Regions from separate parts of the Mus musculus genome. Here all the other regions are linked to region 6. The links are chromatin contacts, called in public HiCAR-type, HiChIP or PLAC-seq and promoter capture Hi-C maps. All regions are on one chromosome and are shown on one strand. Each heading gives the region's core, a stretch centred on a gene start, on an enhancer-like site or on the middle of the called end of the contact. The rest is flanking DNA. Distances are from core to core; before and after follow the strand shown. Region 1 holds the start of Pear1 (platelet endothelial aggregation receptor 1). Region 2 holds the start of Mrpl24 (mitochondrial ribosomal protein L24). Region 3 holds the start of Arfip1 (ADP-ribosylation factor interacting protein 1). Region 4 holds the start of Gpatch4 (G patch domain containing 4). Region 5 has its middle 42 kb from the start of 4930565D16Rik. Region 6 holds the start of Rps3a1 (ribosomal protein S3A1). Region 7 holds the start of Mnd1 (meiotic nuclear divisions 1).

Region 1 (3,626 bases), core at 247-2,746, 1.6 Mb before region 6:
CCAACTTCGTATTTCCTTCTCTGAAACACTGTTGCCATCCACTGCACCTGAGCTCTGCCCAGTTTATCATCAGAACAACTGTTAAACAGCATTGCCTGTCTCTCACCTGGATTATAATAATAATAATATTAGTAATTATTATATATCAGTATTATACACAATATTAGTAAGTATTATACACAAACAGCTTGGAACCACAATATCCAAGAATCAGGAATTGTCAGGACACAGCAATCCTGTTCTTGAATAGCCCAGTGCTGTCACCTGCTGTAGTAGAGAACACCCAACGGCCCAGAAACTTTATGGTGAGGGGAAGAAGATGGACATACGTGAGTACATACTCTATGATGACATTTACACGGATATTCTAGAAATATAAACTACAGAAAGCAAATCAAAACTTTCGTGGGGTTTGGGCTAGGGGTGAGGACGGAATCTGCGTCCTTACTGTAGCCTAGAGTAGGTACACTGGGGGAGATGGACTTTAAAACATTAGATTGACTTCTGTTGCAGGGGAGGGAATATGTACCATGCTATGGCACTGTTGTGGGCATAGATGACAAGTTTTGGGATTTGATTCTCACCTTCTACCATGTGGGTCCCTGGGTTCAACCTCAGGTCATCAGGCTTGGTGGCAAGCGCGTTACACCCCCTCGACCCCTCCCTGAGCCATCTCTCCATCCCCAGAGAGGGACATTTTAAACCACACTTTTATTGGGATGAACACATTTGTCTAAGCCAATGAAACAGCATGCTAAGTAGAATAAGCTAGATGTGGAAGGTCGGAGGCCGGAGCTGAGGTACATATAGCCTAACTTCACGATGGCTACCAGGGCCAGGGGATGCAGACTGAGTTTCAGTTTGGGATGAGGAGAAAGCTCTGGAAATTGACAGTAGCAAAGGTTTCGTATATGTGAAATACTTTATGCCACCGAACTGTATACTTAACATTTGTTGAAAGGATGTGTTTTATATTGTGTATGTTTTGCCACGATAAAGTTTTGGAACATTATTCATCAAGCCAAGTGGGCTTATTTTTATTATATGTCAATCACTCTTAAATAAAGGTGTCCCTGCTGTTTAGAATTCAACCTAGGGCCTGCAGCATAAGCCACACTCCCCCAGGCCCAAGTTGTCTTTGTTCTGAGACCTGACTGTGGTAGGTCGCTGAGTTCTTCGGAGCAAGCTGATGAGCAAGATCTGCTTTCTTTATGTAGCAGAATCCTGCTTCAACTCTTGCAAAGGTCCCAAAGATCTGACCGCGCAGGCAGGGTGCCCCTCCCCTGAAGGCCGCCAGGGGGCGCCGCCGGGCAGGAAAGAGGGGCGTCGGGTGGACCGCGACGCCGGGAGCCGGGGCTGTCAGGTTGGGCGGCTCTCCCCGTCCACTTCGCAGACAGGCGTGCGGAGGGCTGACCCCACCCGGCCGGGCTCCAGCCTCCCCGCGCGGACTTCCTGCCTGGGCGCGGGCGGAGGCCCACCCCCTTCCTGCCCGCGCAGCCAGCTCTGTCGGCCAGCAGGACCCGTCGGTACAACACGCCGCTCTGAGCTCCGAGCTCCGAGCCCCGAGGCAGGTGAGTGACCTGCCCTGGGCTCTGGAGCCCGAGACCGCTGGGCTGAAACCTGAAGAGAGGAAAGGAGGAGATGGAGTGGGGACTCCTGTGTGTGTGTGTGTGTGTGTTCCGTCTAAGTGGAAAGAGAAGAGAAAGGAGAAAGGAGAGAGTTAGGGGAAGAGAAGAAAGTGAGATCTAAGTAGAGAAAGCCGCCTAAGTGAAAAGAGAGAGAGAGAGGAGAGAAAGAAGAGAGCGAGCAGAGAGGGAGAGGGAGACCTAACTAAGTAGAAAAAGAAAGCTGCGTAGCTCTGAGGATAAGGAGCTAGGATGGGGACCAGCCTGGGAGAGCTCTCTTCTCGCCCTGAGGAAGGCAGCCTGCAAGTCTCCTGGATTCCAGTGTGCTGTTTGCTAGTGTAGAACCATGGTGGTGGTACCGAAGCCCTGAAAAGCAACCCTAAACCTTGTCTTCCCTCTATCCCCCAATTTCTTCTTTCTGGGAGGACCAACAAAACACAGTTGCCTGCCTGTCTCCTCCTATGTCTCGCGGAGAAAGACCCTGTTTAGTGTTCATAGTGTTGCCCCCTACCCCTGCCCAGGGAAGAGATTGGATTTGCGTGTCCTTTCCCATCTTGTAGGGGAGAGGTCAGCCATAGGCACCTACAGTCTCTGAGGCTTGTTTATTGTTGTTTTTTTGTTTGTTTTTCTTTTTCCTGGATGATGTGGGCCCATAGCCAGGCTGATAGTGTGAGCCCTGGGGCCCGGGAACCCAAGCTCCATCCAGCAAGGCCTCCCTCACTTCGCATCCCTGTTTCCAGCCTCTAGCCACGGACTCGTGACTCCTTGTTTTGGACTTTTAGTAGAGCCTGCTGCCCCAGCTGGGGACGGTGACCCCTGGTCCCCGGAGACTGGAACAGCGTGTGCTGGTTGAAGTTCCCAGGCTCAGCCAGGCCTTAGCTCTAGGCAGGGCCGGATAAGGGGTCAGTTCTCAACCCCTGCCTATGCTAGGCCTAGGGGGTTGGAGGCTGTTCTCCAAACCCAACTCCAGCCCACAGTACAGTGCCCTACCTCTGGCTGTGTGTGCATGGGTGAGATGGGTGTGGGCTGGCCTCCCACCTGCCAGCCTACCCTGCTTGGCTGCTCTTCCAAAACCTGCCCCCTCCCTGGCTTGCCTTTTTCTTCTCAGTGAAGGGTGAAGTGGGAGGGTTGGCTTCTGCTTCTCCACTCCATTCCAACATGCCCTATCAGACAACCCAGAAGAGGAAACCCTCCCCAGGCAGCCTGCTCCACCAGCGAGAAACCCAGAGAAAGATAGTTGCCACAGCCACTGTATGTGGCTTCTCTGAGGAAACTCCAGCTTGGAACAGGATGATGGCTCCTGGTACCTGCCCTGTGGGGCAGCCAGCGTGTGGGGTGGGGTGGGGGGAGCTAGCAGAAAGGCAGGAGGAGAGAGGATGGACAGACATAAACACAGACGCAGGCCAATGCAGACACACAGACTTGGCAAAACAAGGCCTGGGGAGAGAACTGTGCATATGGAGCTTGAGAACAAAGATGCCAGGTCGAGGAGAGGCCATGAGGGTGGAAGGAAGGGCACACAGAGTCTGCCTGAGGCCTGGTCTGAACCCCTGCTGTGCTGTAGCTTGTATGAAGAATGGCAAAATACCCACCTAGGGCAAAATACCCACCTAGTGGTGTAATCGCTAAGAGGAGGAAAAGGCTAGCCCTCCCTGTGTTTCCCTCATGTTACACACCTGCATGTCGCCTGAGAGTGACCTGCAAGCAGGACCGTGAGTGTGGGCACCTCTCCCTTCCTGTGGTTGCATCTGGGACTCAGTCCCTGTGTTTGGGAGGATTTGTGGACCATGATGGGCACTGTCCCAGGCCCGAGGGGGCAGGATGAGGACTCACATCTGCTCCACACCTGCTTCCTGCTAGGTGACTCGGAGCCTTGCATGTCTGTCCTCCGTTCAGACCGCTGTAAGAACTGGCCCCTTATCCCAGTCACCAGCTGGGAAGGTGGAGGGCGATCCTGAGGAGGTCCTGATCCAGGCCAGCATGACAGGTGGAGAGCCATCT
Region 2 (3,589 bases), core at 559-3,058, 1.8 Mb before region 6:
TCACAGGCTATCTTTACAAATGAGAAAACAAAGAGGTAATGTATCTTCCATCCATGGGAACATCTGTATTCAACCCCCTCCCCCATATATCTGACTTATAAGTAAAAAACTCACGAGACCAGGGGCTACACTATCTAGCTTGGATTGCTAGCTATCTCAGGAGACCTTGGCACTGAAGGTACTTAAGAGAGTTATTACGTGAGTACATGAACATTAGAGCAGGAGGAAAACAGGTAATGGAAGAAAGTACTAGGACAGTCCACAGGCAAGCAATCACAAGACAAGTGAATAGCAATAGCAGGGGTAAAAACAGCTGTTGGGTGGTCCCGGCTTGCTTATAAAAGGGATGGTTTGGTCTCAGATCCTCAGACCTTTCTCCCCATCTCACCTCCACATGTTTCTGACCGGCCTCTTCTCTTTCTGTCTGTCCTTCTCTGTCCCCTCTTTCTTCACCTCTACTTCCTTCTCAACTCCCTTCCCATGCCCCCAAATAAACTTTATTCTATACTAGACCCACTGTATGGCTGGTACTTTGGTGGGGAGAGATGCCCACTGAGGTACCACCTCCCACCACATCTTACTGCGCTCTTCAAAACATATCCTTCGTCTTTATAAAAACATTATCGGGGCTGGTGAGATGGCTCAGTGGGTAAGGGCACCCGACTGCTCTTCCGAAGGTCTGAAGTTCAAATCCCAGCAACCACATGGTGGCTCACAACCACCCGTAATGAGAGCTGGTGCCCTCTTCTGGTGTATCTGAAGACAACTACAGTGTACTTACATATAATAAATAAATAAATCTTAAAAAAAAAAAAAAACATTATCAGTCTGAGCTATAATGAGAAACCTATCTGAATGAAACCAACAAAGTAAAAACGCTCAATGTAAAAATGCTAGCCTAGCATGCAGTAAGCTTTCTAAAACAGTTGCTACTGGCGTGGTACCATGCTAAATAGCATCTCACAGAAGCCTAACAACAGCGATGAAAAGTTGCCCATAATCTTATCATGTTTTGTGATTTGTATGTGTGTGTGGTGCTGGTGATCAAACTTGGGGATTCACATATAACAGGCAAGCATTTTGCATAAGTGAACTATTACTCCTTTTTTTATACATTTCAGGATAAGAGATGGGAGCAAAGTCAAGTGTTACCATGATGCTAGAGAAACACGGGGACTATTTCTATCTAGATCAAATACACGATTACTAAGCACTAACTACTACCTGACAAGTCGAAAACTGAGAACTCAGTAAGGGATGCTAACAGCAAGATCCAGGAAAACCTTGCCCTCTCTTAGCATGCAGCATCACAAGTGTGTATGTGTGTGTGTGTGGGGGGGGGGGGTCTTGCTTGTTTGTTTTAAAAACTCCTTTAGGCCCCGGACAGGCCCCCACTCCATCTTTCCCTTTGGTTCCCTACACAACCTAGATGCTAGCTAGTGTCACTTCCGTGGTGGGGCTGGCTTTCTTCTCAGTACAAGTCCTCAGGTCACCGCCTCAAGTAATTCCCTCGTCAGACTCACCCCGATATGCGGATAGCTCCAACGTCCTAGCAAAAGAGGAGCCCAAGGCTCAGTTTAAAACTAGGAAAAGAAGTCCCTTCGCTTATCCACCTTCCGACCTTCCCCGTCGCTGAGTAGCCTCACCTCCCCGCAACTTTCTTTCCACGTGCGTTCTCTACGTCCGCAGTCCCCACCCACCGGATTTTTGGGAGATGTAGTCAAATTGCGGAAAGGAAGGCTCAAAACAAAACAAAACCGAAGCGAGCCTCCCAGCGTCTGGGAACTCTAGTCCGTTGCTACAAAATGGACAGGAAACAGGAAATTTAGCCAACCGTAGGAAATCCAGACTGGGAAAGGCATGTCGGGAATTGAAGGCGAAAGACATGCTAATTTGCTGCGTAAGTTCGTTCGCGCTCTTCGTGGAGACCACTGGGAGTTGTAGTTCACAGAGAACATGGCTCCATTTTCTTGGTAGTTATGGCTTCCTAATTCAAAGCAAAGGGTGTCCATTTCCAGATGAGATCACCTTTATGTCCTGGCTCTTCTCTGCTTGAGGGACCAGGACGCGGCATATTAAAAAAAAATGCCCCGCCTTTTCAGAGAAAAGAGTGATATTATATTAGCAATCACTCGTGTGAAATGTACTGGAAGATTTCGACCATGTTCACCTGTCCTCTCACCATCCGTGGACTGGCAGGCATCCCTACCAAAATTTAGCAGAGACCAGATCTCTTTTATCAGCTCGCTATTTGACTCCACTCACCTTCCTGCTCTGATTAGACTAAGTATGTTTCCTTTCATTCCTGAGTTTGCTGATGACTACGAGCTTTGAAGCAGCTTTCCCCTACAGTTTGTAATGTTATAAACTTCATTAGTGGGCAAACTAACCTCACCTGGCCTATCCCTAAACCAGCAACCCAGCAAGATGAACTTAGAACAACAGTGCTCTATCTTCTCAGCTGCTTTTGTTTTCTGAGAGTGGTGCATGTAGCCCAGGATCACCTCAAACTTGCTAGTTGGCTTCTGCTGTTCCTTCCCAGGTGCGAGAGCTAACCATCAAATCTGGTTTTATATGATGCTCCAGACTGAACCCAGCCCTTACTGCATATCCCAGGCTTACTGCATGCTCAGTAAACATTTATCTTAAAAGCAGTAATTCTTACCTAAAAGCCTTTTATTTTTTAAAAACAGGTTCTATGTAAACTCTGGCTGTCCTGGAACTCATTATGCAGACTGGGCAGGCCTAGAGCTCAGATTCCCCACCTGTCTCCAATGCTGGAATTGAAGGTGTGCATCATTATGCCTGGCTAAGACCTTGTCTTTGGACTCAGAGCCGACTGTGGTCACCGACCTAACTAGCATTAAGTGGTAACCTCTCCTCCCTACATTTTGACTTGCTCTTGAAGGTCTAAGAACCAAACTCTTCTTCCCAACACTTTTAAGAGACTGAGGCAAAAGAATTTTAAGTTTGAGACCAATAAGAAGATCCTACTTCAAAAACAAAACAAAACAAAAAACCAATCAGGAACGTCTACAGCTGGAACTCAGCACTTGGCAGAGTCGGTTAACGGGTCTCCTCCACTACAGTTAGTGTGTGTCCTGGGCTATATGTGACCTGTCTCGACAAAAGTCATGTATTTCCCATGACTATACTCCGTTTCTCTTTTCTGAAGTACACATGTACAGGAAACTGAATCTCCAACCATCCCTGATTATATATATACTGTCTCATGCATACTCCAAAGCTTGCTGTACATCTGCAGATAACTTCAAAGGACTTTTTTTTTTTTTTTTTTTTTGGTTTTTCAAGACGGGGGTGGGTGTTGTTTATTTTTGTTGTTGTTTTTGGTTTTTCGAAACAAGAGTTTCTCTGTGTAGCCCTGGCTGTCCTGGCCAGTCTCAACTCAGACCAGGTCTAGAACGCAGAAATCCGCCTGCCTCTGCCTTCCAAGTGCTGGGATTAAAGGCGTGCGCCTCCACACCCGGCTACTTTAAAGGATTTTTTAAAAAAGCTTCTTGGAGGGGCTGCTGAGATGGCTCAGTAGGTAAGAACACTGACTGCTCTTCCAAAGGTCCTCAGTTTAAAT
Region 3 (3,885 bases), core at 179-2,678, 1.6 Mb after region 6:
CATCAGAACCATCATAAAAACTATCAGCAATTCCTAGAGAAAGTATACAACTTAAGAACAAATAGATAATAAAAGAAGCCAAGTATCCCCAAATTTAAAGAAACACCACCAGGCATCCTCAAGGAGACACCCAGTTTTGTTATGTACTAGCTGTCCACACCATTCATACACAACCGGGCATTGCAAGACATGTTTTCCAAGTCACCCTTCAGAAGCCCTGTACATGATGACACTTGCACTTAGCTACAAGTCTTATTCAGTTCTTACAGAACGAGAGCAAGAGTTACACTAGACAGGGGCCCCTTTCTAATAATGGAGAAGACTAATGGGTTTCAACTCAAGAGGATGGTTTTGAGTAGGAAAATTCACAATACATTGCAGAATAATTACAGTTTGAGAGAATTGGTACCCACCCACCACTCCCTTTATAGCTCAATTTCAGAACAGAAAAGCCCTTTATACAAGATTTATGTTTGGGCATGTCAGCACTGTTTTTGTTGATGTTTTGTTTGAGTTGATGTGCTAGCAATCTAAGACAATACCGTTATTTAGGTTTGAAATATGTGTAGTGCATTATGTAAATGTATGTAGTGTTACTATTAACCAGACTGAGGAAGACACAGTACAAGGATATTTAAACTCATTATCTAACACCGCTGGGAATAGGGAAGATTCTCGCAGGTACCCCCAAAGTCTGGTAGGAAACGACCAAGAAGAGCTCTGGGAGAAGGGACAGTTGAACTGTTTCTGTGGACGGGGCGTCAGCGATCTACTTAAGAGGGGATGAGCAAGAAGGCAGAGTTCGGTTGCCGGCAAAAGAGGAGCAGCGAAGAAAAGTACTATGAGCCCACTGTCAGAGAGCAAGCACAGAAACAGAGCTACCACCGCACGTTCACGGTTGCCGGTCTTGGTGCACAGACTGGTAAGAGTGCGGTGATCGCGGAGAGCTAGCGAGAAACCTAAGAAAGCGAGGGCCGGGCTTCCGTGCTGCCAGCGCCGGTACACTCATCTTCGCTCCATCCCTTCCGCATCCCGTTCTTCTCTCCGGTGGTTGACAAACTTTCGGCTCCGCGGTGGTGAGCTACGGCCACCTCCACCCTCCAGACACGGAGTACGCGTGTGGGAAAAGGGTAGAGGATGTCTGGCTGGAGGGCTGCACTTCGCAAACTATGGACTGTTCCTCTACGCTGCAACCCGGTTACCCCGGCAACGGTCCGTGCGGATTCCCGGATGTAGTTCACAGGGCCGCGGCCCGGGGCGGAGTCGGGAGGACCCAGCCCCCTGGGAGACGCGCGCGCACCATAGAGACGTGGCGGGGCCCGGGCTTGGCTTCTAGAGAGAGGCTGTCCGGGGCCTAAGACCCCGCACTTCCGGTCTGCTCGCTTCCGGCTTCGCGGGTAGGGTGCAAGCGCCGGAGACCGGGTTGAGAGGTCGCGGGTGCAAGTGTCCTCGGCGGTTGGTTGCCCGGAGCCTGTGACAGCTGTAGCTGCTCCCCGCCCCCGAGGCGTGGGGGAGGAGACGAAGGAAAAGCTCCCGGTTGCGCTTCCGGTCCCTTCTCCCTCTGGCCGACGTGATTCCCGAGGGCTGCGACCGGGAGAGCCCGCGACGGAGCGCTGCCGGCTTCCCCGCTGACAGACAGGTGAGGGCGGAGCCGCGGCGGAAAGGAAGGGGTTGGGGTGGCGTGCTTCCCGACAGATGGATGTGTCGCCTGCGGCTACTCTCATCAAACTTGCTCCTGGGCACTTCCATCCCTGGGAGCAGCCAAGTCCGCCCCTTGGTCCCTCCTGTCCCTCTGAGTCTGAGTGTGTTCTGGAGTGAAGGGGGGCAGCACTGGCCCCTGGGGCGGCTCCGCTCGGCAGTGGGAAGAGTTGGCAGGGTCTGGGGCTTTCTGGACTCTGTCCGAGTGGGCCGCCTTTCCCCCTGCTCTTCCCTGAGTGTCCTGCTTCCTCTCTCCTGCTGTGAGAGGAAGGGAGGTAGCAATCTCTTGGAGAGATTGCCTGACACCGGTGCCGAGGGAGGCGCCCTGCCTGAAATGTCCCAAGCCTGAGGGCGTCCAAGGAATGCTGGAGTTTGGAGGAGGAAATTGTGGCCCTGCCTTCTGGTGCGTTCCTTATTGCCAAGTTAACTACTCTTTACGTGTCTAGGAAAGGAAGCGTCTCTCTCTCTCTCTCTCTCTCTCTCTCTCTCTCTCTCTCTCTCTCTCTGTGTGTGTGTGTGTGTGTGTGTTAAGTGCTTAGATTCTAGACTTTCTCCCCTGTTATTGCTTCCTTGGCTTTGTTCTTGTTTTCCTCTTGAACCCTCTGATCTCAAAAAGTTTATATTTTACACTTCCTGCAGATCCTTTAAGTCACCCTTTCAGGATTTCTGTGCGTCCCTCCTTTATTTTTTCCTGAACTATCCTTTCTTGGTTCTTATCTGATCAGGGGGGCGGAGGACGAATGAAAAAATCGCAGGGCTTTTCATCAACGTGTTGCTTTCACAACTGCGAAGGTGTGTTCACACTTGCCATTTGATTAACTTGATTGCTAAAGAAAGGTGCACCAGATTGATGGCGGTTGGTCAGTTCTCTGGAGGCTGCAGGAATGGCTTGTATTTCATTGCTGCTCTTTCAGAGCAAGCGTTGCAGCAATGTACACTTTTCTTGTATTTGTTCTATTTTTATTTGCTTTTAATTTTCGTTTTTGTTTTTCTTGTTCACCGTGACCAACGCTTCCTTCTAACTCCAAAGTTTAACAGTATATAGGAAAACAGCATATTTCCACTATGATTTTCTGAATAAAAGGCTTTGCCTGAGCTATTTTGTTTCCTGCTTGACAAGATGTTACTTTTCTTGGATTATGCTTGCTTTAATCCTGGGTTGGGGTCTCAGTCCAGGAATCAGGGGTTTTTCTATCTCTACCCTGAAATGATGTGCAAAGTTTGTATGTGTGTGTTCTGGGGAAATGCATTCTTCTTATCAAATTCTTAAAAGACGTGGAATGTGCAGCATGATTAAGAAGTACTGGTCTAGTGTCTTGTTGAAGCTAAAGGAAACAGTTTATTCACGGAGCTGCTGTTTCCCCAAGTTACACATGGTTTACTCGGGTGTTATGCAGAGCAGAGTGCAGGGATTTCAGCCTGGTCCTGAAATCTCACTACTTCAAAACTGCCGCATTTCTACATTCCTTTCTGGACCTATAGAAGGAACCAAGTTAGTTCCTGGTTGGTGGTTTTGAGGTTTCTTTTTAGGGAAAGCTGGCTGTGCCCATTGCTTTGCCAATACAGAGAATTTCTAAGCTGGTGTGTTTATTACTATTTAATGCATACTAAATATCCCCAGCCCACTGGGTACAACTCAGAGTAAAGCATTGGAATGACGGCTGTCCTTTGCTTTCATTATCTTGCTTTTATCGGGAGCTGTCTGCCTTGGGCTTCCCTAAGGAAGGGCAGAAATGTTTTCTGTAGTCCATATGGCGTCAGCATTTTTGACACACCTTCTCTTTATTCTGTATTATGCATGCTATTTATTGTTTCTTTCTTGTAAGTGAGGATCTTTCTAAGCTTTATGTAAGTCTTGGAGCACATATTTACTTACTGATTTGGTTTTAAAGTGTTTGGAGGTTGAAATTGTAACATTTTGAAGCTCATTTCATACAGTGTTACCTGCACAGCTCATAATAAGTTACCTAAAGTAACTAATTTCTTCTCTTCACAAAAATCATGATTTTCCCCTCAGTGTAGCATCCTCACTTGGCAGAGCAGTCAGTGCTAAGGTAGTTGCTTATAAGATAAAAGCAGATTTAGAAGCTAGATTCTGTGTAGCCCCACAGTGACAGGTACATTTATTTGCTTGCTATGTACGTGGTGCCAAGTGCTTTTCACTGTTAACTCATCCTCCTAGCAACC
Region 4 (4,030 bases), core at 967-3,466, 1.9 Mb before region 6:
AAGATCTCAGTGAGCTGGAGGCCAGCCACTTTTACATATGTCCCAGGTCAGTAAAGGGGGCTTTGTAAAAGCCTGTCTCAAATATAGATAGATAGATAGATAGATAGATAGATAGATAGATAGATAGATAGATAGATAATCAGTTCTATCAGTTTCAAAATGTGATCCAGGGCCCCCTTTGGGCTGGGACTTTTCCAGAGGCCTATGATGTCAACGTCTTTTCTCAGAAATCCTCCCACATTATTCCTCCCCCCCTTTTTTTATTTTTTGAGACAGGTTTCTTTGTGTAGCCTTGGCTGTCCTGGAACTAGCTCTGTATACAAGGCTGACCTCAAAGGCATGCACCACAAATGCCTGGCTCCCTCTATTTCTCATGACTGCATAGACTGTGTAGTTTCCCAGGTACCACACCAGTGATAACGATGCTTTGTTAAGGGACTATGCTCTTGTGTACTCTGGTGTCTAGGAATACTCTTCAATTCTGCATAGCTAAATGCCCCAAAGCTCACAAAACCTTATAAAATGGAGGCAGGGTGTTAGCAATCGTGACAGTCGAGTTTAGGAAGAATCACATGTCTATCCACCTTTCCATTAGGAAGGATGATTGCATGAAGCCCAAATGAAACGGAACTGTGAATACAGCAACACAAAAACGGGGTAAAGAAGTGGTCTTCTTGACCAAAGTGTGGACACTTAACCCCTTCCTAGAAATGGGAACAAAACACCCATGGAAGGAGCTACAGAGACAAAATTTGGAGCTGTGACAAAAAGATGAACCATCTAGTGATTGCCATATGCAGGGATCCATCCCATAATCAGCTTCCAAACGCTGACACCATTGCACACACTAGCAAAATTTTGCTGAAAGGACCCAGATATAGCTCTCTCTTGTGAGACTATGCCGGGGCCTAGCAAACACAGAAGTGGATGCTCACAGTCAGCTATTGGATGGATCACACGGCCCCCAATGCAGGAGCTAGAGATATTACCCAAGGAGCTAAAGGGATCTGCAACCCTATAGGTGGAACAACAATATGAACTAAGCAGTACTCCGGAGCTCTTGTCTCTAGCTGCATATGCATCAAAAGATGGCCTAGTCGGCCATCACTGGAAAGAGAGGCCCATTGGACTTGCCAACTTTAGATGTCCCAGTACAGGGGAACGCCAGGGCCAAAAAGGGGGAGTGGGTGGGTAGGGAATTGGGGGGGGTGGATATGGGGGACCTTTGGGATAGCATTGAAAATGTAAACGAGGAAAATACCTAATTAAAAAAAAATTAAAAAAAAAAAAGAAGTGGTCTTCTTGGATTTTTTTTGTTTTTGAGGGCTTACTAATTAGCCTGGCTAGCCTGGGTTACACTGGCCTGCCTCTCTCCCAGGTGCTACCTTGCTTCTTGAAATGGAAACAGAAGTAAAATTTAGATGCTGAGGTCACCATGCAAATACCACTTATTATAAATACCAAATTATTTCTGACTATTTTAACAGTAAGAATAATCATACCCCACACTTGTAGTGCATTGACTCACCACGAACCTGCTATTAACTGCTTCACATGGATTGTCTCATTGATGCCTGCCAACATCTTATAAGAAGGTATTACTTAGCCTTAATTTACAAAGAAGAAATCGAACACTGCTAATTCGAACACCAAACAACTGGCAAGTAGTGGATCCAGGATTGGTAGTGAAGCATTTCATGAGCAACTCACTGCTTTGTACCTTTACAGCTTCTTTCTTCTGCTGTAAGCCTTCCCCACATTCTATTTCTCATCACAGTAATTCAAAACCACACTTCCCGGAAGGCGGAGGCAAGCTTTATTTCCCAGCCCTTGAGAATCGTTCAGCGTTTCTGGACTGAAATGAGTGACACAGTAGGAATCGTTTTTTAACGCACTTGCAATGGGCCGGCGTGGGCAGACGCAGCCTGATCTGCGAAGGCTGCAAGTACACTGAGACGCGGTCTCCTTTCCAGCCAGTTTCCAGGGATGTCCAGAGCCACCCGTTTGCAGCAGCCTAGAGGACCAGCCGCCGCCTTTTCCTCCGGTTATAAATCCAAGCCCCGCAGCCACAGAGTCAGCAGGGTGGAACTACTCTCCGATCTTCGCCCTTGCTCCCGCCCCTGGGGAAAGCAAGCTCCTTACCGTCAGTGTACAGTCCTCTCCGTGGAAGCACGTGTGACACCCGACTTGGGTGCAGCCATCTTCCCGGAAGTGAACTTTGGCCCTTCTAGGATGCAGAAACCATAGAGACGTCCTGACAGTAGCCACTCCCCTGGATGTTTGCCACGGAAACTGAGTTCCAGGCTGGGTGCTAGTTTCCTTCCTGCAGTTGTTGGAAGCCAATGCGCCGCCCTAACCTCTGTTTCGGGTCCCCCACCCCCACCCCCACCCCCGACCCTATCCTGAGCTTTCCGGAGTTAGTGCCTCCCTTGAGGCAAGGACACTCAGGCTCTGCGTAGCGGGATCAGCACTGGTTGCACACTACCTTGTCCCTTTCGTACTGGGAACACAAGAACACTTAAGACTCGACCCTTAACTTGGAGGAGCATGTAGACTTGCTCCAAGAAGAGGAGACGAAAAGGGGTCCAGGGCACCGGAGCTGCAAGTACACCATTCCCACCAGCAGTTGTAGGCTTCTGCGGCCGGCCGGCCGCCCAAAAACAAGGGAAAAGAGCGTTTCATATTGCCTCCCCATATGGGAATAGCCATTTGCTTGTTATCTAGAACGCAATTACGGCAAAGGATATAATAAAGAAAATACACTGAGGGCAGAAGAGATAGCTAACCCATTAAGAGTGTTTCAGATTGAGTTCCCAGCACCCATATGGATTCCAGAGGATCCAACACCTTCTAACTTCTGAACTGCAGATGCATACATGCAGGCAACGCACACACACATATAAAATTACATCCTTAACAATTAATTAAAAAGAAAAGAAATTACAGTGGGGGATCTTCAAGAGCATCCAAGTCTAGTTACCAGTATCCATGTTGGGTGGTGACACATGCCTTTAATCCCAGCACTCGGGAGGCAGAGGCAGACGGATTTCTGAGTTCGAGGCCAGCCTGGTCTACAAAGTGAGTTCCAGGACAGCCACGGCTATACAGAGAAACCCTGTCTCGAAAAACAAAACAAAACAAAAACAACAACAAAAAAAGATGCACAGTATCCATGTTGGGTATTCACAGGTACCTGTAAACTCCAACTCCTGGGGACCCATGGCCTCTGCTGGTATCTATAAACATATACACAGGCCCACTCACAGAAACACATAATTAAAAATGAATCTTTAAAAAAGCAAAACAGAACAAAACAAAACAAAACCCATGATAGCAGAAACAGAGATGCAATGGGTGAATTCTGAAAATCATCCTACTACCCTGACCATGTCAAGAGAACGGGAGTCTTTTGTAACAAAAGAGTTATCTGGTCACATCTGTGTATCATTTGTGTGAGGCCCATATTAGGATAGTGTCTTAATTGTTGTGAAGGAACAACATGACCAAGGCAACTCTTCTAAGGAAAAAAAATTTAATTGGGGCTGGATTACAATTTCAGAGGTTCAGTTCATTATCATCGTGGTGGGAGGCATGGCAGCCTGCAGGCAGACATGGTGCTGGAGGAGCTGAGAGTTCTACATCTTAATCCAAAGGCAGGAGACAGGGACTGCCTTCTGCAGGCAGCCAGGAGGAGACTGGAATTCCACATTGAGCAGAGCTTAATCATGGGAGACACACACATCCTCTGCCAAGGCCACATCAATTCTAACAAGGCCACACCTCCTAATATTGCCATTCATTTTGGGCCAAACATTCAAACACATGATTCTATGGGGGCCAAACCTATTCAAATTCAAATCACCACAGGCAAATAGGAGCATCTCACTATCCTGCTAACCAATACATTTTTATAGCACCTCCTATAGTAGTTTGAGTACAAATGTCGCTAGGCTCTTATGTTTAAATTCTTGGTCCCCAGGTGGTGGAACTGTTGGGAAAGATTAGGAGGCATGGCCTTGATGGAGGAGCA
Region 5 (4,136 bases), core at 1,366-3,865, 1.8 Mb after region 6:
ACAGAACAAATGACAGCACTGGCCTCCCTTGGAAATCTGCAAGGTGTGTCAACATTTGCATGAGAAACAGCAGGCTGGAGATGTCAGGTTCTGTGACTCTAAAATACAGAAAATCATTCAGGTGGGGTGGGGGTTCTTCCCACCAACGCAATAGCAGCTGATGGGGCTGCTCTACAGTTCTGATACAGTTCTGGCTCCTCTTAAGTTGGGTCAGGAGAGCACACCAGCGCTCTGCACTGTGGTCTAGCGGGCCCTGGCCCTTCCCTGTTGTGACCTAGAGGAGTGTAACTTTACTCCTAGCTCTTTCTCTCACACCCACCACCATCCCCTCCAGAGCTGCACAAGCTGCGTTCTGGTGCTTTTGTTCGGTAAGTTCTTGTTTTGTTGATGTTTGAGTGTCTCATTGTGTGGCTCAGGTTAACCTGGAATTCACTATGTAACCAAAGGGTGGTCTTGAACTTGCGATCTTCCTGACTTGGCTGGGATGCTGGGGCTATAGGAAAATGCACTAGGCATTAATTATTATTATTATTATTATTGTTGTTGTTGTTGTTATTATTATTATTATTGTTGTATTGTGTGTGTATTATTGTATTGTGTGTGTATTGTGCGCACTCACATGTGGTATAGAAAATAGGAATCATGAGGAGATCCACAACTTTGTGGACTCAGTGCTCTTCTTTACCTTTATATGGGTCCCAGGGGTCAAACTCAGGTCCCCAAGCTGGCCCTGCAAACACCTTTACGTACTAAATCATCTCATTGGTCCCTACTCAAAAAAAAAGTGGCCCTGATGTCCTGGAACTTGCTTGGTAAACCAGGATGGCCTTGAACTCCAGAGGTGGAATCTGAGGGCTGGCATTAAAGGCGTGTACCATCACTGCCTGGCAAACAAAACAAAACAAAGCAAAACAAAAACAAAAACATCAAACCAAACAAACAACAAAAAAAGGCAACTTTTTAAGAAGTGCGGTCAGTCATCTTTGAGATAGACTAACCTTGCATTCCTGTGCTCAGCTGACCTTCCTACCTGAGGCGTTGCAGTGCCAGGTCTCCTGCTGCACTACCACTGTGCCTGGTGTCTCAGTTAGGATTTCCACCCCCTATGATAAAACACCATCCCTAAAAGCAGCCTGGGAGAAAGTGATGATTCGTCTTACACTACCACAGCACAGCCCACTGGGCAAAGCCAGGGCAGGAGCTCAAAGAGGGCAGGAGCCTGGAGGCAGGCAGGAGCTGATCAGAAGCAATGGCCGATTACTGCTTGCTGGCTTCCTCCCCATGGCTTGCTCAGCCTGATTACTTATAGAACCCAGGACCACCTGCCTAGGGATGGCACCACCCACGGTGGGCTGGACCCTCCCCCACTACTCCTTAAAAAGAAACTGCTCCACAGGCTTGCCTACAGCCTGGTCCTGGTTTCTCAATTGAGGTTCCCTCAGATGACCCCAGCTGTGTCAAACTGATGTGAATCTAGCTAGCACACCTGGCTAGTTTTGACTTTTTTTTCCACGGAGCCTCCATGGACAGACACCCTTACTGTGACTTAACATGGGAAGGAGGGACCCAGAATAGAAGGACATTGTAGCAGCAAGCCTGTACTTAAACCTGTGAAATTAATTTTTTATTAAAAATGACAGCAAACAAAACAGATAAGCGTTACACACACACACACACACACACACACACACACACACGAATGGAAAAGCACAAGGATCCACACACCTCAGGAGGCAGAACAGCCATGTTAATGGGGGCACCAGCCAGCGGCTCTCCAGCTCTGCTCCTCCGGCACGCATGGCTCCCCAGACCTCAAGAAGGATTTGCAGGACCTGTCCTTAGGAGGTGGGAGCCACGGCTCAGGTGAAAGTCAGCCTGTCCTAGCCGCAAGGACCAGTCTTCTCAAGGGATTTCTGATGAATAATTTAACTTCATAAAGTGACTTCTCCACAGAGCCTCCACGGACAGATACCCTTGCAAAGACTGTGATTTAATGCGGGAAGGAGGGACCCAGAATAGAAGGACATTGTAACAGAAGGCATGGGATCACCTGCCTAATCATCGGATCGTTCCTCCTGCCCAAATAACCAGAGCGGGGTCCTTTGAGTCCATAGGTCATCTTTGGGTCTCTCAGGTGATGGGGTCCACTTCCGGAAGATCTTTGTCTGATTAGTAAGCAGAGCCCAGGTCATTTCAGGGCCTCTGTGTCTATGACAGGAGGCCCAAAGTACATAGATTTGAGGCTCTCTCCCTGTGGTGGCCCTATGTTGCAGGTGCTAGGGCTACCAGACTTGTGTCACCCCCAAGGCTGTCACTTAGTCCTGTGAGGATGAAGCCTGGATAAGACCAGATTTTTAAAATTCCCAAGCAAAGCGAAGGACCCGGATGGCAATGTAACTCTAATTCAGGCAACTGTCTCAAAAATGGAAAGAAAGCGCAGCACATCTCGGCAGAGGCAAAAGGCAAAGGAGCCAGGCCGCACCCATTTCCCCCCCCCCCCCCCCCCCCCCGCTGGAGAAAAACAAAACCCGGGGCAGCTGAAGTGGGTGGGGCTGTGGGAAGAGACAGAGGCGGAAGAGGAAGGAGGAGCCCTGCCTATATCCCCGGCTTCCTGGGCCTCCTGTAGGTGAGCAGAGCAGAGAGTAAAGCTAGCGGGGGACTCAGCATTCACCCACCTTTCCCAACAGTCTGGATGTATGCTCTGGAAGGTCGTCACACGGACTGGTTCTGGCAGCAACACGTCATGGACCTCAGCAGCCACTTCCTTAGCTCAGTCTTGCTATAGAACCCTCACCTTACATACGGGTGAACTGAAACACAGAGAGATTGAGTCACTTGCCCAGGTCACACAGCCAATGGCAAAGCTGGAGTTTATGTTCAGGAAATGGGACCCCAGATGTTATGTATGCTCCTTAGCACCAAGTCTGAGAAAAACAGGACTCTCTGCTTTGAAGGTTACCGGTGAGAGTCCTGGAGAAAGAGGAACCAGAAGGATGCAAAGAGATGTAACATGTCCTGATTTTTTTAAACAAACAAACAAACAAACAAAATTATACTAAAATATGTTAGTACAAGCCGGACAGTGATGGCTCATGCCTTTAGTTTCAATACCGGAGAGGCAGAGGCAGGCAGATCTCTGTGAGTTCAAGGCCAGCCTGGACAACCAGGGCTAGACAATGAAACTTTGTCTCAAAAAAAAAAAACAAAACAAAACAAAACAAAACAAAAAAACCAAAACCAAACAAACAATGTATGTATATGTTTGTGTGTGTTTATATATGTTACTGCATAGAGACCATAGACAATGGTTTAGTGGCATACTGCCTACCTGCCTTACTAAGCAGAGGCCCCCAAGTATGATCTGCTTCCCTCTGCATTTCCTCCTTACCCGCACAGACATATATATTCACATCCACAGGATCCATAAGTACCATGTCATACAGATGGTGACCTCTAAAACTTTATGTAAACGGCACGATGCTATGTGACCCTCAGAAACATCTGCTGCTGTCTTCTTAACCTTGTGTCTCCGAGACTGAGAAAGTGCTCTCTGCTGACGCACAAGGATCATGTGCATTTATTTTATTTTATTTTATTTTATTTTATTTTTTTTGTAGCTGTGGAATGTTTTGTTCTTGCTTTTTTTGAGATGAGGGAGTCTCTTTTTATTGCTCAGAATGCTTCCTAACTCGAGAGCACAAACGATCGGCCCTGGCCTCCGCTTCCGGAGGACAAGCTGGCACTGTGCGCTAGGTACTCAGCCCCTGCCTTCCAGTCATCTTTCCAGTTCCTTAGCGCAAGGGGTGGAGCCCGGGGCCTTGTGCAAGCAAGCTTGGCAAGCATTGGACTGCTGAGCTTCTCACACCCTGGCCGTATTATTGGAGCATAATATCTAATCAAGAAGGCCCACAGATCTGCAAAGTTCCAGTTCAAGGAATATATGGAGTGCTTACACGTGTATTACCATCTCACAGCCTAAGGGAAATGACCAGGGCTGGAGATGCGGCTCAGCTGGTAGAGCGCTTTCCTAGACTCACAGAGCCCTTGGGTCAGTCTTCCAGCATTGCACAAACTGGGCTTTTTCACAGTGCATGCTTGTAATCCCAGAACTCGGGAGGCAGAGGCAGGAGGATAGG
Region 6 (4,107 bases), core at 206-2,705:
AGCATGTCAGCAATGCCGGCACCCAGGAGGCGGAGGCTTGAGGAAGGTGAATTTGAGGTCAGCCCGAACAACACAGGAGGAATCTTGTTTTGAAAAATACTAACATAAGAATGGGGAAGCCATTTTTTATGGTGGGGGTTTGGGGATGTGGAGGGGTGGAGATAGAGGTAGAGAAATGGCTTAGTGGTTAAGAGTAGTAGTGACTGCTCTTCTAGAGGACCCAGGTTCAATTCCCAGGACCCACATGATAGCTCACAACTGTCTGTAACTCCAGTTCCAGGGGATCTGGGACTTTCACACAGACAAACATGCAGGCAAACCATATAAAATAAAAATAAAGACATCACTTTTAAAAGTGGGGAAGGGGTGGTTTGCATTAAGAAAATTGGTGGGCAGTTAGGTACAACAATTGATCACGACTGTGCCTTTTTGGGGTGCTAGAGATGGAATCCGTTGTCTCAGGCATGCTGAGGCTTTTCCAGGACACCACTCTAGTCCCCACTCCACTAAAAACCCAAACACTCCTCCTATCCCAGAAAAAACAAAACCAACCAACCAAAAACCCAGGGCTGTCGAGATGGCTCAGCTGGTAAAGGCACCTGCAGAGACCTCTCAGGCAGTGAGGAGGCAGGGCACATTGTATGGCAGCGCTGCGGGCCAGTGTGCGCAGGATGGCAGCCTCTCCCTGAGCCTTATACCCACATAGTGGAAGAAGAGAACCAACTCTTGAGAATAGGTCTCTGACCTCCACACAGAGACCTGTGAGGCACAGGACCACACACATAGTCATACAAAAAAAAAATGTGATTACAAATGTGTAAGAGTTACATATGTATATATGTGTGTGTGTGTATATATATATTCTCTCCTCTCCCCTTCCCAGTCTGTCTTGCTAGGTAGTTCAGGCTAGTACTCACCATATACTCCAGGCTCTCCTCCAACTTGCTGTCCTCCTGCCTCCAGAGCTCTGGGATTGCACACACGGCTAAGCCTCTTTTTTCATGAAAGTTCACAACACAGCCAAGCCCAAGAGTAGTCAGCACGTGAACAGCGTGCCCGAAGTCATGCTTATTGAATTACACTAATGTTTTGAAATAGATCACATGAATATTCCCGTTTTACACCCGAGGGAACTGATGGCTAAAGAGGTCAGAAGGCTAAGTACTGTTGGAATCACCATTTGAACATGGATTTGCTATCTCTGATTCAAAGCCCATGGTCTAGGGAAGAAACGTACTCTCAAAATTAGAAACAGAGAGTTCCCACCCTCGGGGCAACGGAAACCACAAGAAACCTGAAGTGGGTTGAGCATCTCTGACAATCTGCAGGCTCCCATGCACAGCCTAGCCAGCCCGCGGCCCGCTGCGCGACCTCCCGACACACGAGGGCGCTGTCGCAGCACGGCGGGAAACGAGCCGCCAGCTAGTGTCGCGAGATTCTTAAAGCCGGAAGGGCGAAAGAGCAAGGGTCACGTAGACGGCGCTCCCCGCCCGGCTCGCGTTAAGTTCTCGCGCGAGTTGTACTTCCGCCCTTTTGGCTCTCCGGTCGGCACCATGGCGGTCGGCAAGAACAAGCGCCTGACGAAAGGTGGCAAGAAGGGAGCTAAGAAGAAAGTGTGAGTGGCGGATCGCGCGGGTCCCCGGCCGTTGGGCTCCGCAGGAGTTGGTGGGCGGGTTCTGGGGTGCGGCGTGGGGCGGATGGTGAGGATGCGGGGTGGATTGCGCGGCGGTGCTGCGCTGCGCGGCTGGCGGGTGCGTCCCGGGCGGCCGCCTCTCCGCCACCCGGCCGGGTGTCGCGCGCCGCGTGTGATCTCCGCCCTGCGTCTCTAGCAGTCGCTCGCGTGTCGCGCGCGAACTGTGGGCTCCTGGGTTGCTGGAAGTCCGTGGCACTTTTTAACACCGCTCTACGTCAGTCACTCTGGCTGTCCATGTCGGGACCCCATGTCAACTTGTGTGCTGGGCTCTCGTGGGACCGACCTGGAGACCCGGGACACTTGTTTAGCAGCAGTTTGTGCTGTTGCGGACCAGTCACTGTCACAGGTCCCTGAGGTTCCAGGGCAGTGTGTATATAGTACTGCCTGTGTGATGGAGGAGTGGGGAAGGCATGGCTTCGAACTTACTGCTTTGTGCACTGGCAGACCAGCCGGCCTCGCAGACGTTCACCCCACGGGGAGGACGTCCGTCGTGTTAAGTGCAGGCCGATTGCAAGATCGTGCCTGGGAAACTGTTAACAGAAGTCTGAAGGATAAGAAGCGTTTAAAAGTGGTCGGGAGTGTTGTTACAATTTACAGAGAAACTTGAGGTTATTTTTCTCCCATCCAGGGTCGATCCATTTTCTAAGAAAGACTGGTACGATGTGAAAGCTCCAGCCATGTTCAATATTAGGAACATCGGGAAGACACTAGTCACGAGGACTCAAGGAACCAGTGAGTACTGTGGGCCCCTTTTGCTTTGTTCCTAAGCTGTGGCATGTGCATATTAACCGGCGCCTTGGTCAACTCTGATGGGGCGCTGGATTGAAATGTCAGCCCAGTGGTTGGAGGGCCTGGCATTGGGAGTGCTTGGTCTTAGTACAGATGTGGCAGCAATGAAGTGTTTGTACAGCTGTCCAAGAGAACGTTTAGGTGTTGGCAGTAAGCCACTGGTGTGAAGGTGGGTTTGGTTAACAAGTTAACAGGGTTTGTGGTTCTTTTTTAGAAATTGCCTCTGATGGCCTCAAGGGTCGTGTGTTTGAAGTGAGCCTTGCTGATCTACAGAATGATGAAGTTGCGTTTAGAAAATTCAAGCTAATCACTGAGGACGTTCAGGGCAAAAACTGTCTGACTAACTTCCATGGTATGGATCTTACCCGGGACAAAATGTGCTCCATGGTCAAGAAGTGGCAGGTGAGACCAAAAGCTGCGAGTGTGAGTGCTGTGGTGTGGGTGTGCAGATGTGTCATGGGTGTGTTGGTTGGTAGGTAGTATCAAAACATGGAATGGAGAAGTTGGTTTCATTTCATTTGAGTATCACTGTTAATTCTTGAGTGCTGGAGGTAGAATCCAGGGCTTTCCACATGCTGGGACATCAGTCCTAACATTGAGCTGCATCCTTTAACTTGGTATTGCTTGTTACGGCCACATTAGGTGAGTTGGGCAGCTTTGCCAGTTTGGGGACTGTTCTAGGGTTAACATCGTTAGAGTTGATAGAGAAAAGGTGCTCTATCTAGCTGACTCAGTTGTCTGACAGTGGAGTGTGGCTAGAGTCAGATTCGGTCCCCTTCTGTCCTTGAAAGTAGTAACAAGCTTTGATAGCTTAATTTCTTCAACATCAGCCCCTGGGGTTGTGAAGATGAAATGACATGTAGGGAAATGGGCTTAGCATGGTGACCAGCAAAGAAGGCTGATTCAAGGGAAAGCTGTTCAGATGTATCCTGATATTGACATTGTATATGGGAATGAGTGATGACAAGATGTTTCGGTCCCAAATGAAGCCTACTGATTACCGTAACATTTATTGCTGACATTCCCTTATACTTTATGTAATTTTGGAAATAATAGGCTATTTAGTACATACTGATGTATATACTCCTTTGCAGTGAAGTGGATGCCAGGATTTTGTTTCCGGGCAGTTCTGCTGGTCTCAAATTCTTGAGTGATAGGATTGAAGGCATGTACCACCGCTCACGGCAAATATTGGGTATATTTGAGAACTTAATATTTGTAAAATTCAAAGAAATCAGATCGCTTTGCCACAAAAATGGTCCTCTAAAAGATGGTAGTATGGTCTAATTACAGATTTTGTTTAGCTTTGGATCTTAGCTTTGGAATTATGTTTTTAAGTTCTTTGTGTAACTTAGGAATAAAAAGGCATTTAGAAAATACAGTTTTACAGCAGAACTTCTCCACTGCCCTCTTTCAAGAAAGGATCTTCAGGTCTGGAGGGATGGCTCAGCAGTTAAAAGCACTGACTGCTTTTCCAGAGGTCCTGAGTTCAATTTCCAGGAACCACATGGTGGCTCAAAACCATCTGTAATGGGATCTCATGCCCTCTTATGGTTTATCTAAAGACAGCTACAGTGTACTCACATAAAATAAATTTTTTAAAATAAAAAGGGTCTCCAACCTGT
Region 7 (3,669 bases), core at 875-3,374, 2.0 Mb after region 6:
GAGTGGGAGAAGCCTAGTAGACTCTGGAGTCACTGGGGTCCCAGTCCCCCCAGCCACTGTTCCACTAGCATGGCAACATTCTTCCAGCACCACCAGCTGCTGAGTGGTTGGAAGCCATCATTGACAGGTGACATCCTGGGGATTGGGGACACCAGGTAAACAAGAGTAAGTGTGTGGGCATGCTAGCTGTCAGAATGATCGGGAACAAAATCAGACCCACCCACATAGGGGACAAGAACACCACTGAGAAGAGAAAGGAAACATCACTCCGTCTGAGAACTGGCTGGGGCCTGTTTGGCTGAAATATGACAGACTGCCAGATTGTAGCCTGCTAGTTAGCTCTGAAGGTTCCCCATCTTTGACAAGATGATACCTCTCATCTTCTGCAGATGAAACTCTTGCTTTTAAAGTAGTTAACTGTTCAGCTATTCCCTCCCACGGCATACAAGACTCAGAGCTCACAGTCTGAAAGGTTGGGGAAAGATGTTTGTGGCTCATTCATAAGAGTTTGTATTTTAAGTAGCTAGGAATGATTCCAGTTCCTTTAAAGCATGGATTTAAAAGGTATTTGCGAGATGATTATAAAGCAAACTGCTTGCCTTCTAGAGACAAGGTTCCCCGGCTAACCCACCCTGCTGAGCACACAGCACTCAGATTGTTTCTTTCCATAAGCCCACACGCCTCTAGGGACTGACACAGCTCATTTTACTTCTCAGCTGGTCTGTTCACCGTACAACAGAAGCTCTAATTGGTTGACTTTTTGCTCAAGTATTTGACTGACTCTGTGCTTTGACCTCAGTCTTTAAAACACATAAATTATGTGCATAGATGAGCAACCAACCACACTTCACCATCACCTGGGAACTTTCAGTAAAGATTTCAGGTCTAATATAGGTTGACCAAAAAGAAAATGACTAAAATTGCTTGCATTTGTATAGTTGTTACTTGATTGGATAAACTTATTTTTATTGTAATAATAATAATAACATAGGAAGAGGAGGAGGGGGAAGGGAGAGAGAGAGAGAGAGAGAGAGAGAGAGAGAGAGAGAGAGAGAGAGAGAGAGAGAGACTTGCTGTCAGGAAGCCCTGTCCTGAAAACCTAGGATTGAAAAAAAAACTTAAAAAAGTAACTGTGATAAAGAGCAAATTAAGAACTCTAGAAAAGCGTTAATAAAGTGGATGTGATGAAAACTCTGTGTCACATAATTGACAGGAACATCTCTGCTATATGCCTGTTGTCAGGGTATGAGCATGGCAAGCAGGTTTGGATACATACTCACCCCCATCCCCGACTATTGCTCTCCTTTGTAAATGCTTTGGATGATTTTTGCTAATCACGTTTATCCTATCTTATAAAATAAAGGTTTTAGTGAAACTTTGAGAGACAGATTCACTAGTAGTTGCAAGAAATAATTTAGAAAGCTCCCACATACTCTTTATTAAGGTCTGACAGTCAGCAGCACTAGAATATTTACGTTTCATTTGTAATGCAGAACACCTGCACTACTCTGTACACTCTCACCGCTCTGTATCAGAGGACTTTTTAAGGCTAGAGGTTGGTGCTCGCCTTTAATCCCAGCATTTAGGGAGCAGCAGCAAGCAAATCACTGAGTTCGAGGCCAGCTTGGTTTACAGAGAGAGCTCCAGGGCAGCCAAGGCTACACGGAGAAACCTTGTCCCAAAAAAGCCAAATAATAAAATTAAATAAGACAAAAATAAAATAAAATAGAAAAAGAATTTCTTTTCTAAATGTACTCGTTTCTTGCAGCCAAAGCCCCATATTTTTTTTTTTAAGCTAAAAGAACACACTTAAAAGCGAAGACTCAAAAGTTGCCTTTTAAAAAGAAAACTAAAAGCTACATTGAACACTTAAGTAGTAAGCAACTCTGCAACCCCAGAGGCACGGGAAGGGAACAGAAGCCTTCCCTGCTCCAGCTCCCACGCCAGGCCCCAACTTTTCCTTTCTGCCTACAGGCTGCCCAACCCAGACTGGTCCATCTGGTCTCAGTCCGGCCCTGCCCATCTCAGGCTCCTCCCCTACTGGACCTGCCCATTATTTCAGGCCGCGCCCCTCACCGCCCTGCCCATCTTCTCAAGCCCCGCCCAGGCTCGGCTCCTCCCTCGGGTCCCGCAGTCCTACCAGGGCCGCCAGGGGTCGTTGCATCTCCCCTGCACTTCCTCCGGTCCTTCCCACCCCACGCGGTTGTTGGCGCCAGACTCAAACAGGGAGGCCGCCTCGCGCAGCATGGTAAGAGCGAGGCTCCGACGCGCGCACCTCTGGGCTTCGGGGCCGCGGCAGCAGGGGTTGTGCCTGGCCAGGCCTTGTGAGGTTGGCCCCGCGCCCACTGCTGCGCCCGAGCCCTGATGGCGGCCTGCGCCGCCCTGGTTCCGAACCGGAGCGTTCTAGAACCGAATCCAGAAGCCCCGCAAGTTGGACCGATCCGCGGCTCCCGACCGAGAACCCCAGGGCGCACGCGCTGCGGAGTTGGCCACTGAAGTGTTCAGTGCCCTTCGGTTCTCCTGGAATTAGAACCCGGGGCCTTTTACTTGCTTGGCACGGCGCTCCCCTTTTTCAGCTGCACCCCACCACTGTACTTAGTATGCTAACAGGAGCCGCCCAGATCACTCCGCCTTTAGATCATGGCAGTGACACCCCCACCCCACCCCGCACCCCCGCCTTTAAGGGCAGGGTAGGACGCCCCACCCCCCACCCCAGCCTCCCCCACCCCCCACCCCACCCTGCTCTCTGCGGGCCAATCCTGGTTTACTACCAATCGCCGTTGTCTATTCGGACTTAATGACTCTCTGCCCTTTGGATCGTTTTTTTTTTTCAACTACCTTCAAAGTTTTGTGTCATTCTTTCCACTTTTGGCGACAGAGTATCAACGAGTCGCTAGAGTGACCCCAGATTTTAATATCTTAATTTAGTTAATTTTGGTCGTCACACAGGGTGGACAAGGATCAGGTCGTTGGGCATTTATTTGAAAAAAAAAAAATTGCCCAGCTGTAATTATAACTGATAACGGCTTCTTTGTGGTTAAACTAACAGACGGGCCACCTGGGCATGCAATGGCCCAAGGAGCCCAGGACCAGATTCAAAACAACAGTGTTACCAGTGTTTGGTGTTATCATGTTTCTCTTTGTAGAATTTAAGTACCCGACTAAAAGGAACTAGGAATTATTGATGTGCCGGCCTCACCCTCTTATTTAACCCTCTTTATAGGGCAGTTGCCTACTGCCAAAGGGATTTAATGGCTCTTAACTCTTCACGCAGGTATTGCTATTAGTTTTATATATGAGCAGGAAAAAGTTCACTGTTAGTCTGGTCAAAGTTAAACTTTTGACCTCTTTCCGAATGTGAATTACTATTTCGATTTGGCTTGCTTTGGCAGGTAAACAATTACAAACGTAGGCCTGTAATCCCCAGATGGCTTTGCGTCTCCTTCATAATCTGAAGGCATCTGTGTTTTACCACAAGGAAATACCCCTCCCCAGTTTTGAGGACTTTCTTTTCTTTTTCTTTTCTTTTTCTTTTCTTTTTTTTTTTTTTTTTTTTTTTTTGGTTTTTTCGAGACAGGGTTTCTCTGTATAGCTCTGGCTGTCCTGGAACTCACTCTGTAGACCAGGCTGGCTTTGAACTCAGATCCGCCTGCCTCTGCCTCCCTAGTG

Evidence for each region. Promoter capture Hi-C pulls out the DNA fragments that hold promoters and counts their contacts. HiCAR-type assays count read pairs that join an accessible place to other places. HiChIP or PLAC-seq counts read pairs in DNA pulled down with a chosen protein or histone mark.
Region 1: a contact with region 6 is called in a FOXA1 HiChIP or PLAC-seq map of pancreatic cancer cells. The contact joins the promoter of Pear1 here to the promoter of Rps3a1 in region 6. A contact is called at or near these places in 1 of 39 promoter capture datasets (liver) and 1 of 115 datasets of contacts at active chromatin or transcription factors (pancreatic cancer cells).
Region 2: a promoter capture Hi-C map of neutrophils shows a contact between it and region 6, with 7 times the contacts expected there. The contact joins the promoter of Mrpl24 here to the promoter of Rps3a1 in region 6. A contact is called at or near these places in 4 of 39 promoter capture datasets (liver, neutrophils and pre-B cells).
Region 3: a promoter capture Hi-C map of liver shows a contact between it and region 6, with 5 times the contacts expected there. The contact joins the promoter of Arfip1 here to the promoter of Rps3a1 in region 6. A contact is called at or near these places in 10 of 39 promoter capture datasets (the 3T3-L1 cell line, 3T3-L1-derived adipocytes, cranial neural crest and 5 more), 5 of 484 Hi-C or Micro-C datasets (CD4 T cells, pre-pro-B cells, rod photoreceptor and 1 more), 7 of 115 datasets of contacts at active chromatin or transcription factors (the 230-238 cell line, astrocytes, embryonic stem cells and 3 more) and 2 of 9 other capture datasets (adipose tissue and liver).
Region 4: a contact with region 6 is called in a promoter capture Hi-C map of neutrophils, with 13 times the contacts expected there. The contact joins the promoter of Gpatch4 here to the promoter of Rps3a1 in region 6. A contact is called at or near these places in 5 of 39 promoter capture datasets (erythroid cells, liver, neutrophils and 1 more) and 4 of 484 Hi-C or Micro-C datasets (erythroblasts, granulocytes, liver and 1 more).
Region 5: a promoter capture Hi-C map of neutrophils shows a contact between it and region 6, with 5 times the contacts expected there. The contact joins the enhancer-like site here to the promoter of Rps3a1 in region 6. A contact is called at or near these places in 3 of 39 promoter capture datasets (hippocampal neurons, neutrophils and pre-B cells), 1 of 484 Hi-C or Micro-C datasets (CD8 T cells), 1 of 115 datasets of contacts at active chromatin or transcription factors (astrocytes) and 2 of 9 other capture datasets (adipose tissue and liver).
Region 7: a HiCAR-type map of astrocytes shows a contact between it and region 6, with 3 times the contacts expected there. The contact joins the promoter of Mnd1 here to the promoter of Rps3a1 in region 6. A contact is called at or near these places in 4 of 39 promoter capture datasets (hippocampal neurons, liver and pre-B cells), 1 of 115 datasets of contacts at active chromatin or transcription factors (astrocytes) and 1 of 9 other capture datasets (liver).

Annotation. Positions count from the first base shown.
Region 1 is chr3:87,766,823-87,770,448 of GRCm38.p6, reverse strand. Pear1 (platelet endothelial aggregation receptor 1) reads left to right here and starts at 1,496. Exons shown (of 25, transcript NM_152799.2): 1 at 1,496-1,571.
Region 2 is chr3:87,917,763-87,921,351 of GRCm38.p6, reverse strand. Mrpl24 (mitochondrial ribosomal protein L24) reads right to left here and starts at 1,808. Exons shown (of 6, transcript NM_026591.3): 1 at 1,647-1,808.
Region 3 is chr3:84,580,168-84,584,052 of GRCm38.p6, reverse strand. It overlaps Arfip1 (ADP-ribosylation factor interacting protein 1), which reads left to right and starts at 1,428. Exons shown (of 9, transcript NM_001081093.2): 1 at 1,428-1,639. Gm35410 (predicted gene, 35410) reads right to left here and starts at 1,638. Exons shown (of 1, transcript NR_164319.1): 1 at 1-1,638.
Region 4 is chr3:88,041,292-88,045,321 of GRCm38.p6, reverse strand. Gpatch4 (G patch domain containing 4) reads right to left here and starts at 2,216. Exons shown (of 8, transcript NM_001110809.2): 1 at 2,143-2,216.
Region 5 is chr3:84,336,235-84,340,370 of GRCm38.p6, reverse strand. No RefSeq gene overlaps it. Among named protein-coding and RNA genes, the nearest start is that of 4930565D16Rik, 42 kb to the left of the region's middle. Within about 2 kb of position 2,615, at least 79 of the 459 cell types and tissues checked have an H3K27ac peak or open chromatin away from gene starts, as enhancers often do. A contact at or near this core is called in CD8 T cells, liver and neutrophils, where this site is marked.
Region 6 is chr3:86,140,016-86,144,122 of GRCm38.p6, reverse strand. It overlaps Rps3a1 (ribosomal protein S3A1), which reads left to right and starts at 1,455. Exons shown (of 6, transcript NM_016959.4): 1 at 1,455-1,615; 2 at 2,322-2,425; 3 at 2,697-2,884. The coding sequence starts at 1,554. It overlaps Snord73b (U73B small nuclear RNA), which reads left to right and starts at 3,436; the gene lies at 3,436-3,506.
Region 7 is chr3:84,154,241-84,157,909 of GRCm38.p6, reverse strand. It overlaps Mnd1 (meiotic nuclear divisions 1), which reads left to right and starts at 2,124. Exons shown (of 8, transcript NM_029797.3): 1 at 2,124-2,248. The coding sequence starts at 2,246.